Regions from separate parts of the Mus musculus genome. Here region 1 is linked to region 2. A link is a contact called in public promoter capture Hi-C data. All regions are on one chromosome and are shown on one strand. The core of a region is the stretch at or near the end of the contact, and the rest is flanking DNA. Distances in the headings are between cores, read along the strand shown.

The links. Capture Hi-C pulls out chosen DNA fragments and counts their contacts.
Region 1: a promoter capture Hi-C map of pancreatic islet shows a contact between it and region 2. The contact joins two enhancer-like sites. A contact is called at or near these places in 1 of 115 datasets of contacts at active chromatin or transcription factors (pancreatic cancer cells) and 3 of 9 other capture datasets (embryonic stem cells, liver and pancreatic islet).

The regions. Positions count from the first base shown.
Region 1 is chr11:101,282,589-101,286,801 of GRCm38.p6, forward strand. It overlaps Cntd1 (cyclin N-terminal domain containing 1), which reads left to right. Exons shown (of 7, transcript NM_026562.2): 2 at 804-879; 3 at 1,133-1,304; 4 at 2,172-2,334; 5 at 3,077-3,221. Among named protein-coding and RNA genes, the nearest start is that of Cntd1, 5.5 kb to the left of the region's middle. Within about 2 kb of position 1,398, at least 13 of the 459 cell types and tissues checked have an H3K27ac peak or open chromatin away from gene starts, as enhancers often do. A contact at or near this core is called in pancreatic islet, where this site is marked.
Region 2 is chr11:101,043,150-101,047,022 of GRCm38.p6, forward strand. It overlaps Atp6v0a1 (ATPase, H+ transporting, lysosomal V0 subunit A1), which reads left to right. Exons shown (of 22, transcript NM_016920.4): 16 at 642-858; 17 at 1,367-1,474. Among named protein-coding and RNA genes, the nearest start is that of Mir6928, 15 kb to the left of the region's middle. Within about 2 kb of position 2,407, at least 28 of the 459 cell types and tissues checked have an H3K27ac peak or open chromatin away from gene starts, as enhancers often do. A contact at or near this core is called in pancreatic islet, where this site is marked.

The DNA of each region.
Region 1 (4,213 bases), core at 148-2,647, 240 kb after region 2:
GTCTTCGGTTTTCTTTCCTGAGAACTGACATTCGCTCTCGTTTCCACCCTCTAATGATATTGCAAGCTAAATAGAATTTTATCTGAGGCTATTCTTTCAAAGGGAAACAGAAGCAGGATAAAATCTTGCCAAGGTATCTTACACTCCCCCACCTCCTAAGGATTCTTTCCCTCTAAATTGGGCTATGTTCTTTGAGTTAGGGGGTGTTCCTTCAAAACAAGTCAGTCCACAGTAATACTAGAGATTTACCCAACAAACTGGCGGTGGAGAGCGGGTGACCAGCTGCAAGGTGAATTGTGTTTGTAAAGCAATGGGAGCTCTGCAGAGGGTGGTTACTAAACAAACAGTGTCATAAAGACTATGGACGCCCCAGGAGGGACCTTTCTGTTCCTGCCAACATTCCACTGAAAACAGAATATAGGGGTTAGGGTTTTTATCCATCCAAGAATCCTCTTGGAGCTAGGGGATCCCAGCAGGAGGTGGAGACCAATTAGGCCAGCTGGTATATGTTTGTGTGTAACTGACCAAACCTTTTGTCAGCCGAGACTCAAAGGCAGGCTCGGGTCACCGAGGGGCTTGGTGGGCCCTTGACACTGGCCCAGAGCCAGCCTCCTTTCCATGCCTCTGATCTGCCCATTGGCAGCAAAGGCAGCTGAGCTCGGCTCTGCTTGTCCCAGGCTCATCTTTCTCCCCTCTTGACCCTCCTCTCTCAGCCCCACCATGGCTTTTACACGATGCCAAGAGTTCACAGTGTGGCTTGGGTTGCATCTTGTGAATTAAGCTCTTCTTCCCTGTTTTGGCAGAGTTTGTTTTTCTCCTGTCTGAACAATGGTGTCTGGAGAAATCGGTGAGCTACCAGGCTGTAGAAATCCTAGAAAGGTAAGGCTCTTGCATGAGGCCTTTGTGCTGGTGCCCCTCAGAATGGCTGGCGTCCCTAGATCATCACACAGCACTAGTTGCCCCTTTACCTGGAGGCTGTCTGGGCTTGCACCCTCCTTTTTACTTGCAAATATAGTTCTCCTCGCCAGTATTTGATACCCAGCAGGATAAAATGTGGCGTGTCTACAACACAAAGTCCCTGTAGTCTGTGTCACTGTAAGTTTACCCTCTTCTTTTTATTTCCCCCTTACAGATTCATGCTGAAGCAGGCAGAGGACATCTGTCGGCAAGCCACACTCCAGCTGAGAGGTAAAGACACAGAGCTGCAGAGCTGGAGGGCTATGAAAGAGCAGCTTGTCAACAAGTTCATCCTCCGATTGGTGTCGTGTGTTCAGCTGGCCAGCAAACTGTCTTTCCACTACAAAGTAAGGAGCTTGTGGGCACCCAAGTGTCAGCGAGAAACAGCTGATTGAAGGTGCCTGTGAGAAACCCACTGCTAAGCTAGGTGATACTACTCATGTGGAAATTCCAGAGTGTAATTATGCGTCCTAAGCATGCCTCCTGAATACACACAGTCACACAGAGGCAGTTATTAAATAGCCTGAAGTTCTGTTCCCAAAGTATAATTGCTGGACAGGTGCCATCATTCATACAGGTCACCTTTCCTCCCCTTGGACTTCAGGACAGTTTACATAAGGTTCCTGAACTACCAACATGCCTATCAGCATTAAAGACCAGTGGTTACACCTAAAAAGGATAAAATGTTTCTACATCACTATCCAGTGCCTGTGCAGTAAAATCACTCATTCCGCAAATATTTATCGAGTATCTTCTATGGCCCTGTGCTTCAGTAGATACCATGGCCTGGCTACCACAGTAAGAAACATTGTGCTCTCAAGGGATCCCTTACCTAGTGGGAAAAGGCGTAGGTGTAAACAGAATGGAAAGTAAATAAAATAGAAAATAGTGTAAATTGAGGGCTAAGAATGACTCTCATCAGCCTTGCTGAGTCAAGGAAGTTAATGAATTATTGGAACTGGTAGGTGGGATCTGGTGGCTGCAAAGAAAATCAAAACAAAATTAGAGAGGGCAGGGAGGAAGGACCAGACAGAAGGGAAGGGAATCCAGCCCGTGCCATGACTTGAAGGGAGAACAAGGCTTAATTGCAAGTAATCCTGTTTGCATAACTTAGTGGGCTTGGAGGGCTTTGCTGTGAGGGAGGGCATACGGCCTGCATCCTGATAGCTGCATCCTGACGGCTCTCCTCTGCCTTTGCTCTCCTCTTTGCTCAGATTGTCAGCAACATTACAGTCCTGAATTTCCTCCAGGCTCTGGGTTATGTACACACCAAAGAAGAACTGCTGGAGTCAGAGCTCGATATTTTGAAGTCCCTGAACTTCCAAATAAATCTGCCCACTCCTCTGGCATATGTGGAGATGCTCCTTGAAGTCCTAGGTATTTATTACATGTGTCAGATGTGGGTTGCAGACTTCCATAGCAGGCAAAAACACAAATGTCCCCAGGGATTTGGGAACAGGAGACACAGCCTACCAATGAGGAGCAGCGGGAAGGGAGCCCGTGTTTCTGGATGACTGACAATGTTCCTCCAGCACCGGTCAGGAGAGAGAGCTCAGAGGCCTAGCACCTGCTTTCTATTTGGATTCATTAGACACTCTTTCCTTTTCTTCTATGTAACAGCTGGCTGTTTTGGAACTCAATTTGTAGACCAGGCTGGCTTCCCAAGTGCTGGGACTAAACGTGTGCATCACCACACCCCAATCATTAGGCATTTTCTTATTACAGGATCTAAGGGTTTATGAAGAAGCATAAGACAGAATAATGGTACTGTAAATGTATGTATGTATTTCAGACGGAGATCTATCCTTTATAATTAACCTTCTGGCCAGACACATGCCTTTAATCCCAACAGTTGGGAGGCAGAGGCAGGTGGATCTCTAAATTTGAGGCTAGCCTGGTCTACACAAAGTTACAGATCAGCAAGGACTACAAAGTGAGACACTGCCTCAACAAAAACAACAACAAAACAAAAACAAACAAAAAACCCCTGACTTTCTGCTAACAGATCTTTCATTGTGGAGCATAACAGGAAGAGCATTAGCAACTAAACCGCTTTATGTCGTAAGATTATGATCAGAGACCGAGACTCATGTTCCTTCCATGTACATACTCCATGTAGGGTACAATGGCTGTTTGGTCCCTGCCACACAACTACATGCAACTTGTCTGACCCTCCTCGACCTGGTCTATCTTCTGCATGAACCCATCTATGAGAGCCTATTGAGAGCTTCAATTGAGAATTCTACACCCAGTCAGCTGCAGGGGTAAGAGACTTTTCTTGGGTAGGCTCCTTCTGGGGATGCAAAGTAGGGACAGATCCTATGAATAGAGTTTGGGGTTTGGAGCTCAGTGGTAGAGTACTTGCCTAGAAAATCCAGTACCCAGCACTAGAAAATTGGAAACCAGCACAGGCTAATTGGTTTTTATTAACTTCCAGTATGTGGTTCAGATGCAGATGAGTGAGCCCGGGAAAACTTTTACTATTAAATGTAAATAAGTTCAAATAATTAACATTCTTCTCTAGTTCTTCCCTTGCTCCTACTTACAAACTGGGAGTGCTAGATTGCTTTTATAGTCACCTGAGTGGGGAAAAGCCAGTCACATGGTTGCAAGTTGGTCAAAAGTATTTGATTACTGTAAAGTCAGACTGGCCAAAACCTCACAATTACATGTGTTAGGAAGGCAGATGGAACAACAAAAGGCCTATCAGCCACTGAAGACACAAGGTACAAGTTTTAATCCCAGGTGAGCTGGGGGGCATGGGGACATCAGATCAGCTATTACCTGACCATTTTATTTTTTCTGTGTTTAAAAGTACATGATTGGAGCTGGAGAGATGGCTCAGGGGTTAAGAGCACCAACTGCTCTTCCAGAGGTCCTGAGTTCGATTCCCAGCAACCACATGGTGACTCACAACCATCTGCAATGGGATCCAATGCCCTCTTCTAGTGAGTCTGAAGACAGTGATGGTGTGTTCACATAAAATAAATAAAAATCTTTAAAGAAAAAAGTAGATTTTTGGATGGGAGAAGTGGCTCAGAGGTTAAAAGCACTGCCTACCTTCCAGAGGTCTTGAGTTCAAATCCCAGCAACCACATGGTGGCTCACAACCATCTGTAATAGGATCTGATGCCCTCTTTTGGTGTGTCTGAAGACAGGTACAGTACACTCATATACATAAAATAAATAAATCTTTAAAAAAAAGTACATGATTAACATGAACAACTCATAGTTGAAGTTCTACAACCCTAGAGTT
Region 2 (3,873 bases), core at 1,157-3,656:
AAGTCAGGGCTCCGGTCTATATTGTAGAAGCAATCTCTATTATACAATCCTCATGGTCTTAAATGAAGCTTCATATTAGTTCCTGATCTGTTTATAGGTACAAAAAAAATGATCTTTGAAAAAAAAAAAGATGCAGCAATTTTCCTGTGATTTAGTGAATTCCTATTTTGCACTCTGTGTATGTGGTGGTTGTGTGCACATGTGTGTTGTGTGCCCACAGAGGCCACAGGCATCAGATCCCCTGGAGCCGGAGTTACAGAGGGTAGTGAGCTGCCTGATGTGGGTGCTGGGGATCTGCACTTGGGTCATCTGCAGGAGCAGTAAGTGCTCCTGACTGATAAGCCATCTCTCCAACCCCATTTTTTCTTCCTTGATGTGTAATTTATACAAAATTATGAATCCATATATTAGATCTTCCATGGAGAGTAGTGGAGGTGGTCCAAGAGCCATTCGAGGCCCAGACGTTTGGAAGCGCAGTCTCTGTTGTCTCCAGTGCTCTGGCTGCTGCTTCAGTGTGATGCAGACAGAGCTGAGGGAACGGTGTGTGGACACAGTGTGTGGACAAACCTATCGAGCACTCTGGTCAGTGCCCGGTGCCATAGGCCTGTCGCTCTTAGTGTCATTTCTCTTTTCCTTCTTAGCTATTTCAAGAAGCCCCTGAACATCTACTTTGGCTTTATTCCTGAGATCATCTTCATGTCCTCGTTGTTTGGCTACCTGGTCATCCTTATCTTTTACAAGTGGACAGCCTACGATGCCCACTCGTCTAGGAATGCCCCGAGCCTCCTGATCCACTTCATAAACATGTTCCTCTTCTCCTACCCAGAGTCTGGTAATGCAATGCTGTACTCTGGACAGGTATGTCAGCCCTGAGGACGGGTGGTGTAGGTGGCTACCCAGGTCCCAAAGCCCCATGTAACTCTGACCTGAAAAAAGCCTAGAAACCTGGTTTTCAGTTTGTACTACCGTATAGTATGAACTATATAGTACCATATATTTAAACTACTCCCCCTATACCTCTTAGCTCTGGAGAGTTCAGTAATGATTCCATGCTATAAAGGATAGAATTTGTAGGGCTAAGTGCCTCAGGCCTGTAACCTGAGCACTCAAGCCTGGGCTACCTAGTGAATTCCAAGCCAGGGTGAGCTACATAGTAAGATCATGTCTCGAACAATTAGATGAGTAAAGGGGGCATAATTTAGAACTACCATTTGATGGGACACTTACTGGGTTTGTCCTGGTGCCAGCTCATTACTTAGAGAAATAGTCGTAGACCAATAAGGATCTATTGTTTGGGGGGAAAATGTGTGCTGCTGTTGGAAACAGTCTGTTTGACTGGTGGGCTTTGTTGTCTCTTACTTTGCAGAAAGGAATTCAGTGTTTCCTCATCGTGGTGGCGATGCTCTGCGTCCCTTGGATGCTTCTGTTTAAGCCGCTGATCCTTCGCCATCAGTACCTGAGGAAGAAGCATTTGGTGAGTGTCTGTCTGTGGCTGAAGGTTACTAGACTTTAGACTTTTTCCTCGCCTAAGATCCAGGCAGCGCCTTAGAGGATGTAATTAACTGTGCACACGTGCATGTGTTCCGTTATGGATTTGGGTTACATATGAGCATGAACCCCGGGCCTGCCAACGTCAGAGACACCTGGATCGGAGAGAATAAATCACTATGTTTTTACCTTTCCTGGTCGTGATTTTTGTCACGCTCTCGGCAGCAGAGGCCAGCCCTGGGCCCACACGTCTAGATGCGGCATCAGCCAAATATCAAGGTTAGGAGAGCTGCAGACAGTGAGCTCACTCGTGTGGTTTGCCTGGGCAGCCACAGGACTGACCCAAAGACATATTTTTTTTAATGAAACTATGACGCTTTCACCAACTGACACACCTGGAAAGGATCTGACTTAAAGCACACTGATTTTTTTTTTTTTTGTTTCTTCTTCTTCTAAGAAGCAGCATATATACACACAGGTGTTTACTTAACAGATGTGTGTATACCGACTCTACACACAGACACACAAAGTTAAGCTTGCCAAATGTTCGATACTGCGTGTAATTTCTGGCTATCCCATAATGCTTACTGCATTGCCCGGGAAAACCCAAGAGATCTTATTGCATGAGTCCCATGGCTGTGAGATGATCCCTCCGTTGGAGAGCAGCTGAGTTACAAGACCCTCCTTCTCCCTTTTCTGACCATCTTCATCCTTTCATGTGCCCTCCATTCGTCTCCCCTCCCTCTCCCCATCCCTCTCTCGTTCTCTTCTCCCTTCTTCTCTCCCATTCACTATCAGGAAGGGCAACCCGTGGAGGCCCCAGTCACACCAACCCCGAGCCAACAGGGACTAGAGGCAGCACCGGCTGCAACAGTGAGTCACTTAACTCCGACAAAGCAAAATGTTTGTTTAAAGAGGTGGCAGACAGTGCAGGTGAATTCTTTTTTAATGCTGTTGAGAGCGTGGCATGTGTGCTCACTGAGACCATGACAGAGGAGCCATCTGCCTCTTAGGAATAGATCAGGTATCGTTTTTACCATTGGCCTGCTAAGTTTCTGTTTGGTTGTGTAAGTACAATCCTATCTTCAGGAGCCAAGTGGCCCTCTTCGAGTCCCATCATCTTACTCCAAGACGGCAGCTTCTGGGCTCATCCACTTTTGTGTCTGTATCCTGTGATCGTGTGTGGGGTGGGTTTTCAGCATGGAGACAAGAGGGGCTTGGACTCTTTCATTGATGTCTTTGTTCTTTGTGCTTGTAAGCCCTTCTTTAAGGGATCCTTGTCCTTGTTTTGGGAGTTCAGTCTTTAGAGAAGGTCTGTATCTCTTTCCCTAACTGGGACACAGAAGGTCTTGTTTCTTCAGCTGATTTCCTGAGCCACCCTGCGTGCTGCACATCTGCCAGAGCCATCTGTCTAGACCCTCACTTCTTCTGTACCTACAATTCAGTGACAGCACTTTGAATGTCAGACATTTGACATCATTTTACCAGAATCTTAGAGTGCACTGTGTCTATGCAGCCTCACATCCGAGATTTTCAATCTCGCAGGTCAGGATTGTTCTGTTAGCATACACCGCTTTAAGGGGAATGCATGCTTATGCCAGACAAAATTTTAATCTCGCTGTGTGAAATTATTTTCAAGTTGAGGAACACACTGCCCAGCATTGATTTTCTTTCCCCATCATCTTTTCTTGCTTTGTCCTTGCTTTTTTCTTGCATTGTTCTCGATGCCTTTTGAGTGTGACTCCATCCTCCATGCTGAGCTCCACAGTAACCCCTCCTCATCTGGAAGCTCTCCCACTCATGGCGTCTGCTCAGCTGTGTCCCTAGCTGAATCTCTTGCTGGAGAGCAGCCCAACAGCATCAAGGTGACCACACTCCAAGAAGGACCCTTGACCCTTGACCCCACGTATCTGCTCCTGCTCTGCTTCTTGTCTCCTCCGTTGTCTCCTTGAGTGGCGTTGTCACAGCTCAGCATTTCTTTTCTTGTCTTTGCTGGTGTGTCTCTCATTTCCTTCCTGTAACTCTTGTTTCCTGAGCCGTGCAGGGTACTCGTCAGAGTCGGGTTAGGAGGTCTGACCTGTCTGTTCTCACTTCTTCTGGCTAGGGAAGTCTTAGGGAGATGGACTCTGTTTGGGGGATTTTGAATTCGGACGCTTTCCTCCTCTGCCCTGTAAGACCCAGGCCAAGATACAATGGAGTCTCCCCGCTCCGGCCCCATGCCCTTTATAATGCTTAAAGCCCCCCTTCTGAAGGTAGTTAGGCGACATTTGAGCCTGACCGGAAGTGCTTACTTCAGTGATTTCCCAGATCTGAATCACCTAGTAAACTTTGAACATGGGCATTAAAACAGGTGAGAGGAAGGAAAAGGCAAAAGTGACCCCTAAT